Regions from separate parts of the Sus scrofa genome. Here region 2 is linked to region 1. A link is a contact called in public Hi-C data. All regions are on one chromosome and are shown on one strand. Each heading gives the region's core, a stretch centred on a gene start, on an enhancer-like site or on the middle of the called end of the contact. The rest is flanking DNA. Distances are from core to core; before and after follow the strand shown.

Region 1 (5,316 bases), core at 999-3,498:
AACATATTCACACTAATCTTCAAGAGACTTCTAGTAAAGGGGAGCCAAGAATGGGTTACATACACTCAGAGGACTGATTTAAAAGCAACCACCTGCAATAGCAGCCAGATCAAAATATAATTTTGTTTTGGCCCCACCCACAGCATCTGGAAGTTTCCAAGCCAGGAATCCAATCCTCACCACAGAAGCAACCCCAGCCACTGTTGTGACAGCCTTGGATCTTTAACCTGCTAAGCCACAGGGGACATCTCAAGACATAGTTTCAATGTACTCTAAATTCTTTCCCAGAGAGGCACCAACACAGAAAAAAAGGGAAGGATTTCATCTCTCTATATATTTTGTGTGGTTTCTGAAAGAATTTTTTTTTAATTCAGAGAATGTCTATTGGCACTACAGAAAACTTGGACATTTTAAAGAGAACTTTCATTAATTATGAAAGGACAAACTGACATTGTGGAGGAAAGCTGAGAATCAGCAAAAACACCTTCCAAGTTCTCTGTCACCTGAAGTTCAGGCTAATTGTTCCGCTCATTTTTGTTCCTCTTTTCTGTCCATCCAGCCCTAAGAAATGTGGACTTGTGGTCAACAGAGCCTGGCAGAGGCAGGACTGAGGCTGGAGAATACTGTGGCATTTGGACTCCTGACTCCCTGAAACCAGGTAGGGCCCTGTGGGGCTCCCGGGTATAGGCCTTTCTGTACCCCCAATTCTTGATTTTAGGGGATAAGCTTCAGCCTCCATGACCTTCCCTGAGTTCCATAGGGCAAGCTCAGACAGTTGCTAATCAGGGAAAGAAGGGGATGCAGCCACCAGGGAGGAACAGCCTAGAAACAACAGTGCAGCCTTGGGGCAAGGTCCCAGTTCCTCTTCTAGGAATATACACAACAATATCTTTGAACCCTTCTGCAGAACTAAAACTCCCAACAAAAACCAGGGATGGAGAACCACCAGAGGCAGTCCTGGGGCCACCAAACACCAACTCTCATGGAGAAGGAAAGCTTGCATCTAGACTGATCCTCATCTGTGGCCCTGTTTTCAGCTCCCAAATTACAAAACCACTTCCTAATCTCTCCCAAGGGAGGGCACAGTTTTTAGGGCATTAGTCTGCTGTGGCCTCCCTTGCCTGGCAAAGCAACAAAGGTATTTTTTTTTCTCCTTCACCCCAAACTGCCTCTGCATTTCTGTTCGGCACTGGCAACTCTCTCACTAAACCACAACCCCTACCCCATTAACACAAAGCAACTCCTAGGAGTGAGGAGTGAGGAATCTCAAGCCTTCCCTCCCAGCTGCACAGACAATGGGCCACCCCAGATGGGCGGGCTGTTGGGAGGGGTGGCACGACCTGCCCTTTGGACTCGAAGCTAGCACTTACCCAGCACTTCCTGTCTGCTAGTCTCTGTGCAATGAGCCTTTCATGCTCTTTAAAACAAATCGATGAGGCAGGCGGGTCATGCAACCCTAATCTATTCGATTAAACGTTACAGGCAGGCGAAGTAAACTAAGGCTCAGGAGACCAGCTGCAGGCGCTTCACACAAGCGCTCTCAAGTCTACTCTCGCTAAAGCCCCCCCACCCCGGCCTGCTCCACCCCTCCCCCACCCTGGCTTTGCCGCTGCACCTCCGTCACTTCCCGTCTTCTCAGTTGCCCCATAAATTAAAAACGAGGTGGCTGGCCGAAATGATCTTTAGGGGTCTTTCCAGCTTGACCGTTTTACAGTTTGAGGGCAGGGAAGCAAAACCCTCAAGGTTCGTTCTTCAAAGCACCTGCTGAAGCGCAGCGGACTCGAGCCTGCCGGCTCTGCGCTGGGGCACAGGGAGACCGGCGTCTTCGCGGGTCTGTCCCCAGGCAAACCTCTGCGCCTGGGCGCCGGGCTGCCGCGCGCATGCGCAGTGGCCCCGGGCGCGCGCCGTCCCTCCGCTCCCTGCCCCACCCGCGCCTGCTTCCAGTCCGTGAGGGAAGCGAGGGTATGTGCGTGTCCGGCTCCGGCTGACCGTTGGCCCCCTCCTCTAGAGCCGTCGCAGAGCTTTCCTCGCCTCCCCTCCTCCCCGGCTCTGGTAACAACACCCCAGCACAGAGCCGGGGAGGGGGGGGAGGCCTCCAGCCCGACGCCCCTGGGGCCTCCCGCTAGTCCGCGGTCGGCCCGCCCCGAGGGGCGTGAAGGGGGGCGGGGCTGAGGACTTCGGCCTCCGGCCCAGAGACCGCCTCCTGCCGAGCCGAGAGCAGGCAGCCGGGTCCGGCGGGGAGCCAGCCATGACCGCGCTACAGGGGCTCTGGCCCGAGATGCAGGACACCTGCACCTCGCTGGGGCTGATGCTGTCGATCGTGCTGTTCACGGGGCTGGCCCGCGTGGTCACCCGGCAGCAGCTGAACAGGCCCATGGCCCACGCTTTCGTCTTGGAGTTTCTGGCTACCTTCCAGCTCTGCTTCTGCACCCATGAACTGCAACTGCTGAGCGAGCAGGAACCCCGGCACCCCACCTGGCCGCTGACACTAATCTACTTCTTCTCCTTGGTGCATGGCCTGACTCTGGTGGGAACCTCCAGCAATCCGTGCGGAGTGATGATGCAAATGATGCTGGGGGGGATGTCCGCTGAGATAGGTGGAATGAGGCTGTTGGCTCAACTGATGGGCGCCCTGTGCAGCAGGTACTGCGTGGGTGCCTTGTGGAGTCTGGAGCTGACCAAGTATCACGTCAGGGACAGGAGCTTCGCTTGCAGGAATCCCATCCAAGTGGACTTGCCCAAAGCGGTCATCATAGAGGCCATCTGCTCCTTTATCTTCCACAGCGCTTTGCTGCACTTCCAGGAGGTCCGAACTCAGCTTCGTATCCACCTGCTGTCAGCACTCATCACCTTTTTGGTCTATGCAGGTTTGTTATTCTCACAAAACACTTAGCACGTCTGTAGCCTAGATGATTTGAGGCTCTTAAGTTCTTGGCCAAGATATATTTGAAATCCCCATGTCTCTTGTCAATATCGATATATCCGGTTTCCTGACCATTTTGGAGCCCATCCTTTACTGATAAAATTGAACTATAGATCCTCCATTCAGTGTTTTAACACCCAGAGAAAGCCAGTTCTCTGCTGAAACTGAGATCATGAGAGATATGCCAAGGGTTCGAATATCCTACAAAGGAATTGTTTTAATGGTAGACAGGAAAGATAACATCAGCTACTTCTTGCCAACTTGGTATAATCCTTTCTGAAACTCTCACTGAAAAGTGATCCTGGGTTTTAAAAAGTTCTTTCCAATTTAAAGCACAGACTACCTGATTGGTTAGTAGTAAGAGTGGGAAGTAGAAATTCTGTAGTTCTATTTCTTAGTTCTTTTTCTACAAAATCACTTAAAACCTCTTATTTCCTTAATAATTCATCTTGAGTTGTAAATGAACTTCTAATGGCCTATCAAGAATTGTTTTTATTTTTATTTTTTGTGTGTCTTTTCATCTTTTCCAGGGCCGCACCCAAGGCATATGGAGGTTCCCAGGCTAGGGGTCGAATTGGAGCTGTAGCCTCCAGCCTATGCCAGAGCCACAGCAACTCGGGATCCAAGTCTCGTCTGCAACCTACGCCACAGCTCAGGGCAACACCGGATCCTTAACCCACTGAGCAAGGCCAGGGATCGAACCTGCAACCTCATGGTTCCTAGTCTGATTCGTTAGCCACTGAGCCACAACAGGAACTCCAAGGATTGTTTTTAAATTAAAATAAAACTTGCTTGGGAGTTCCCATTGTGGCTCAATGTAATGAATCCCACTAGTATCCATGAGGACACGTGTTTGATCCCTGGCCTCTCTCAGTGGGTTAAGGATCCAGCATTACTGTGAGCTGTGGTGTAGGTTGCAGAAGTGGCAGGGTCCCAAGATGCTCTGGCTGTGGTATAGGCTGGCAGCTCTAGCTCCAATTCAACTCCTAGCCTGGGAACTTCCATATGCTGCAGATGTGGCCCAAAAAGCAAAAAACAAACAAACAAAAAAAACCCAACAAACATGCTCGAGATTAAAGATGCTTTTTATTTTTATTTATTTATTATTTTTTTTGTCTTTTTCCCTTTTCTGGGGCCACACCCAAGGCATATGGAGATTCCCAGGCTAGGGGTCTAATCGGAGCTGTAGCCGCCGGCCTTTTGCCAGAGCCACAGCAACACGGGATCCAAGCCACGTCTGCCACCTACACTACACAGCTCACAGCAACGCTGGATCCTTAACCCACTGAGCAACACCAAGGATCAAACCTGAAACCTCACGGTTCCTAGTCGGATTCGGTTCCACTGTGCCACAACAGGAACTCCCAAAAAGACAAAAGTTTAATGATTAAATGTGTCACTTTAAATAATTGTAAGAAAATACTTTCATTGGACCCTATCTAAATTATATAATGTCTGGAGGCAGGAATCCAATACAAGGAAATTAGTCGTAAGAGTCTATCTTCTGGGCATTGAAAGGGAAACCATGAGTAGAAGCAGACCTTAAGAGAGGGACTTTTTAAGCATATGCTCAACTTCCTAGGTAAAAATAAAAGACTTTCCAAGCCATTTTCCTTTCTTCCCTTCCTTTCTAGTACCATTCTTTTGTAGACACAGCTGGAAATAAATGGTATAGGCGAGAAGGAAGGATATATGCTTGAGGGATTGGTGAGTAGCTGCGTATTAAAGTTTTAGATTTGGGCTAAAGCAGAATCATCCCTTGCAAAAAGTTATGCCACAGCTTAGCTCTGTCTTTATATAATTAAAAGCAGTAAACATTTTAAAATATTTTAAATTAATAAGATGTTATAAACAGTTCCTCGTTGGTTTTTTGTTTTTTTTTTTTTTTTTTGCTTTTAGGGCCACAACAACAGCATATGGAAATTCCCAGGCTAGGGGTCGAATTGGAGCCACAGCAACACCAGATCCGATCTGCATCCTGCAACACACAGCACAGCTCAGGGCAACAATGAATGGATCCTTAATCCACTGAGTGAGACTAGGGATGGAACCCGCATCCTCATAGACACTAGTTGGGGTCATTACCTCTGAGCCACAATGGGAAGTTCCCCTCCGCCCTCTCTTGATTATCCTTCAATTGGTATTCTTCTTGTTTTTATACTTTTAATACATATTTATAATTTCATAAATAATATTGTATATAACATTAGACAATACCTAGTTTATTTTCTTTTTAGGGCCACACCCTTGGCATATGGAAGTTCCCAGGCTAGGTAGAGGCCTAACTGGAGCTACAGCTGCCAGCCTATGCCACAGCCACAGAAACATGGGATCCAAGCGTGTCTGTGACCTATGCTGAAGCTCATAGCAACACCGGATCCTTAACCCACTAA
Region 2 (4,892 bases), core at 1,984-4,483, 520 kb after region 1:
TCTGATATCATATGCCTCTTAATATGATGCAAGAAGTCCACAATTGCCAGGAAAAAAAAAAAATGAGGCTGAACCTAATTACTGATAACAATCTGTTTAAACAGGTAGAGGGGCTCTGTTTAGATTGAGTTGCTTAAAGTGATAATTAAATACAATGCATGAATCTTGACTGCATCTGATTTTAAAAGAAAGACTACATGAGATGTTTTGGCAGTTAAGAGAAATTTAGATAATACTAAAGTTCTTGCTAATTCTCTAAGGCATGATATGGTCTTAGGGTTACATTGCAGAATGTTGTAATTAAGAGATACATACTGAAGAATTTAGGGGCCAAATGTCGAGATCTCTGTAACTTTTCAAAAGCTTAGCAAAAAGTGTGCATGGGTAAGAGCAAAATCAGCAATGTGAGTTGGTGCCTCTGGATGGAAGGCTATTCGTTAAGCTTTTCTGTAGGCTTGAAAATTCTAAACCTATTTTTATTTGGAAGGAAGGGGAAAGAAAAGAACACTTCCCTCCTGGGACCATAAATGTAAAGTACCAGTCAAAGTGCCGGCCCCAATAAAGAGCCAGATTCCATAAATATTAGATGTTATTACTACTACTACGAAGCATTAACATCTCATAAGCCTCTTCTCCTGATGTCTCAGTGCTTTGGAAGATGAGGAAGCCAACCCGGGCTAAACTAAAATAGCCCACAGTTGGTGGGAGGGTTAGAATTTAACACCAAGTAATCTTTCTACAAAGACCTACCACCTGCAGAAACCACAACTAGGCCTGCCTGTCTTCATGCCAGGATCCAGGCTGGGAAAAGGCTGTTCAGGTCTTGAACCCAGAGCCTCTGCTACTATGGGAGCAAAGAAGCTGCTTCCGTGGCTCACCAAGAATGGTCACAGAGAGGGGCCACTTCTGGGTCTCCCAGAGGTACATGGGCAGAAAGAACTGGTGGGGCTTTATGGGGGAGAGGAAAGTGCATGGATGGGCTCTGGCCTCCCCTCGGCCTGTACTTGACTGGGGCTCGGACGCTTTATTAGCTGTGTGGCCCTAGGCCTGTTCTTGGGCAAATGATGGCAATCATAACGACAACAAAAGCAGGAATAATAAAGGCTGACATTTATTGAGCAGTTACTATTGTGCTGGGCACTTTACGCCTGTTAATCTCCTGGATGAAGTAGTGCTATGACCCCTACTTTACAGACCAACCACACCAGACCCTCTCCTATCTCTGCAGTTTGCCCTCTGCCATCCCTCTGGCTGCGCTGAGGAAAATCCCATTCATCTGCCAGGCCCCTCAGCTGCAAGCCCTTCCTTTCTTCTCTGCACCCCCAGAGCATTTTATTCTCACCCCTTAACAAGGCTCACTTTCCTTAAGTAGATGGGTAGTGGACACCTCGTTAGGGCTGGGATCTCCCATCTGTATCGTCAGAAGCAGGCAGAGTAAGGGAATGAGAAGAAATTTCTTCCCCATACAGTCAGATCCATTTTCCTAGTGCCAAACTGTCATCTACTAATAGGGAGGTGTATCACCCTCTCCTGAATTTTTAAAACTTTTAATTTTGAAACAGTCTCCTGGATTTTCAGTTTGGAATCTGAGGCACAGGGCAAGGTTCAGGTAACTACCTGGAAGTAAATAAGTGACAATGCTCAGAGTGAGAAATTCATCTCCCAATAAACTGGACCAACCTTCCCGCCTTACTCAGCCCACCAGGATTAAGACTGGCTCTCAGTCCTGGGAACTATGTGGGGGGCACTGTCCTTCACCTCTCCTTGCTGGCCTCCCTCTCTAGCCAACAGTTTTTAGCCTTTTTTGCCCAGTTCATATAAGAAGCTCACAAGCTGCTCTATTACCCCTACACCCCAGAGAGAAAAGGTGCTTCCCAGGCTCCTCCTTGAGGAGTTGTCCAGCAGGCAAAAGTGGGCTGGAGCAGAGAAGCCACTTGACCTGGCTTGCACAGCAAAGTACTCCCTCTTCTGGGGTAGACTCCCATTCGTCACCATTCCCCATTCTCTTCCAGAATTTTCCTTCATCCTCTTGCCTCACTCTCAGGCTTCATCTTGGGGTTTTCCTCAAGCACAAGAACCTCATTTCAAACACTCTCTTCCTTATGCTCTTCCTGCTCCTCACAATAATAATTTATAAACAAATGATTTTCAAATCCATCTCATCTCACCTTCACAATAACCACAGGAGGGTTGCCTTCCAGGTTGGTATTCTGAAAGGCTGAGGAAGCCAGTCCTGTTACACAGCTTGCTGAGGGCAGGATGCTGACACTTCTGTCTGTTCCTTGGCTTTCACTACAGATTAAACCCCTACCTCGCTGCACTGCAGTGAAAAAAAGGTCTTTGGAGTAAGGAGTCTTGGGTGGTTTGGGGCAAGTTCACTTCTCTGAGCATGTTCCTCATCTGTAAACAGGTATGGTGACACCTTTACAGGGTGTGAACTGAATGAGATCGTAAGTGTGACGCACTGAGTACAAGGGATGAATGAGCTTTTTATTTCTAGTCATGGGTAAAGAAGGTTTTCCGTGCATCCACAGGCATTTACCCATTTGGGCACCCTCTTGCCCAAACCGTTTCAGCGCTGCTGACAAGAGCTGGGAGGGATCCTTTTCATCTTTACATCCCCGCCCCTCCCTCCCAATGCTCTTCGGCCCACTCCACCCAATCCAACCCACACTGGCCTCGTCGCTTTCTCAACACCCACTCCCCAGCTCCGCAGCCCCTTTCTCCCGTCTCGCGCAAGTTCCCCTACTTACCTAGACACTCCGCCCCTCCTTGCCCCACCCACTATGCTCCTCCCACAGTCTTAGCCCTCTCGATCCGGGCTTTTCCTAACATCATCTATCCATCCATCCATCCAGGCCCCTTCCACCAGCTCCGCCCCCTCTTTCCCAAAAACGCTCCCCCCTCCCCCCGCGCAGTCACAGGTGTTGCTATTCCCATTGGACAGATGAGAATGGCGAGGCCAGGGTAAGCTAGATGACCTCTCATGGTAGGACAAGTGCCCAGGTGGGCCCGCGTCCCCTCACCGGCTATCCCTGCGCCCCGAACCTCCGACCACGCCGCACCCACCTCCTGCCCTCGCTCTGCAACCTCCCCTCCGCGGGCGGCCAGCGCAGCTTTGCGAGGAGGGTGGAGGGCTGGAGCCCAGCCCAGGGGCGTGTCGGCCCCTGGACCCGCGCGCTGCGATCCGGAACTTGTAGTTCTCCATGGGCTCTTTTGCGGTTCCGCCACGCAAGAGTGAACTCCATCTCCCAGGAAACATTGCAGTTAGGCGTCCAGCTCCCGCCCCGCCCCCGCCAGCGCTCAGGCCGGCTGGCCTTAAAGGGGACGCGGCTTGAGTGGCGGTTCGCGGGGTGGTCCCCGCTCCGGCTCCGCCCCGTTTCCCGCACCTCGCCCCTCCCCCCACTTCGCCCCGCAGCCTTGCAGCCCCGCGGCCGCGCGGTTGAGTCGAGCTGCCGTGGGACTGGCTTGTGCAGAGCTGGGTGGAGAGGCTGGGCTTTGCAGTGGAAGCAGCATCTTTGCCAGCTGGAACCTGGCAGAGGGCGTCCCCACTCCGGGGGAAGCAAAGGACCCGCCCTGACCTAGCCTGGCCCAGGCTGGTCCAGCCTGGCCTGAGCGCCCCGCCCGGGAGCCGGCTCTGAGGCAGGGACCACTGGGGTCCCAGAGGTAAGTGGGCTCAGGCATGTTTGCGGGTTGGGGGGAGGGAGTGTCTGCACCCTAATGGTTCAAGAGCCGGGATACGCGCCTAGGGCTCTTGAATTCCTAGTAGGGTGCTGGGAGGTGGGAGATCTGGGTGCATCCTGGGCCTGGCTGTGTGACCTTGGGCAAGTGGCTGCCCCTCTCTGGGCTTCAAGCTCGTTCTTTATCTATTGTGCATATAGGTGATCCTGCCCTCGCCCCCGCCCCTCTCAGGGCTGAGGGTACCCGCGCCCGGTATCTTGAAGCTACTCCCGCCTTTCAGGGGGTCCGCAGCCCCAGCCTGGGCTAGAAGCTAGTGCACTGGTGTAACTGGAGGAAGGGGTGGGGCCGAGCTGGGGTACAAACTGGGGGATCCAAGAGGCCGCCTCCACTTAGAATGGGTTTCTGCTATTCTCAGCATCCTCCGCTCCGGTGCAGCCCCCTATAATAACCCTCGCGAACAGAAGACCCTGGTTGTCAAACCGGTGCTCGCTCTTCCAGAAAGCCTGGGGTGGGGGTGGGGATGCGGCCATCAGAGGTATGTGAGGGGAGGCCCCCAGAGGGAGTATGTGCTCCCACCTTCTTCCCTTCTCTCTCCTCTGTTCTCTTTCGGTAAAAGACCAGTTACTTTTTCACTAGTGAGCCCCCCACCCCTTTTTATCTCAGGGCCTCCGGGTAGTAGGGCAAGAGGATCCTTCCCAGGGCCTGCCTTGGCTAGAGGTTCAGTTAGAAAATACAGAGAGAGATGCTGCTATCCAGAGACCTGGGGGCCCAGGGAAAGGGACAGCCTGGTCCCTTCACCCCGACCCAAGGGGGCTCTGGCACCCATGGGAGTGAGAGGAGGGAGCCTGGGTGTGAGCCTCGGGGAGGAAAGGGAATGGGCTCCTCAACGCTGGGGTTTGGAGGGGCTGCTGTGCTCTGGGGTATGGAGAGGTCGAGCGAGAACTTGAAGCCCCCTGCCCTGTCCCCTGAAATCCTGTGAGCTTTTGACCTGAGGGTTAACCAGGAACTGGTTGTTTTGTTTTGTTTTTTGTTGTCTTTTTTCTTCAGCTTTGGTTGTTTGTGCCATTTCTCGAATGGGTAACTCCTCCCTCAGGCCTGTCCAGTGACCTGTGTAGGGGCTTTCTTGGTTGATGTTTGAGACTCTCAGGGTTATAGAAAGGCAAGACCAGACCTGGGCGGTTGAGGGGGCACTGACGGGACCAAGGGTTAGG

What was found. Hi-C and Micro-C count contacts between places; a contact is called where the count stands out from the background.
Region 2: a Hi-C map of liver shows a contact between it and region 1, with 5 times the contacts expected there. The contact joins the promoter of KCTD21 here to the promoter of AQP11 in region 1. A contact is called at or near these places in 1 of 5 promoter capture datasets (liver) and 1 of 47 Hi-C or Micro-C datasets (liver).

Annotation. Positions count from the first base shown.
Region 1 is chr9:12,063,302-12,068,617 of Sscrofa11.1, forward strand. AQP11 (aquaporin 11) reads left to right here and starts at 2,249. Exons shown (of 3, transcript NM_001112682.1): 1 at 2,249-2,867. The coding sequence starts at 2,249. It overlaps LOC106504821 (a long non-coding RNA gene), which reads right to left and starts at 1,586. Exons shown (of 6, transcript XR_002335548.1): 1 at 1,371-1,586.
Region 2 is chr9:12,582,624-12,587,515 of Sscrofa11.1, forward strand. It overlaps KCTD21 (BTB/POZ domain-containing protein KCTD21), which reads right to left and starts at 3,234. Exons shown (of 2, transcript XM_021062565.1): 1 at 3,070-3,234. USP35 (ubiquitin carboxyl-terminal hydrolase 35) reads left to right here and starts at 3,405. Exons shown (of 13, transcript XM_013979184.2): 1 at 3,405-3,666.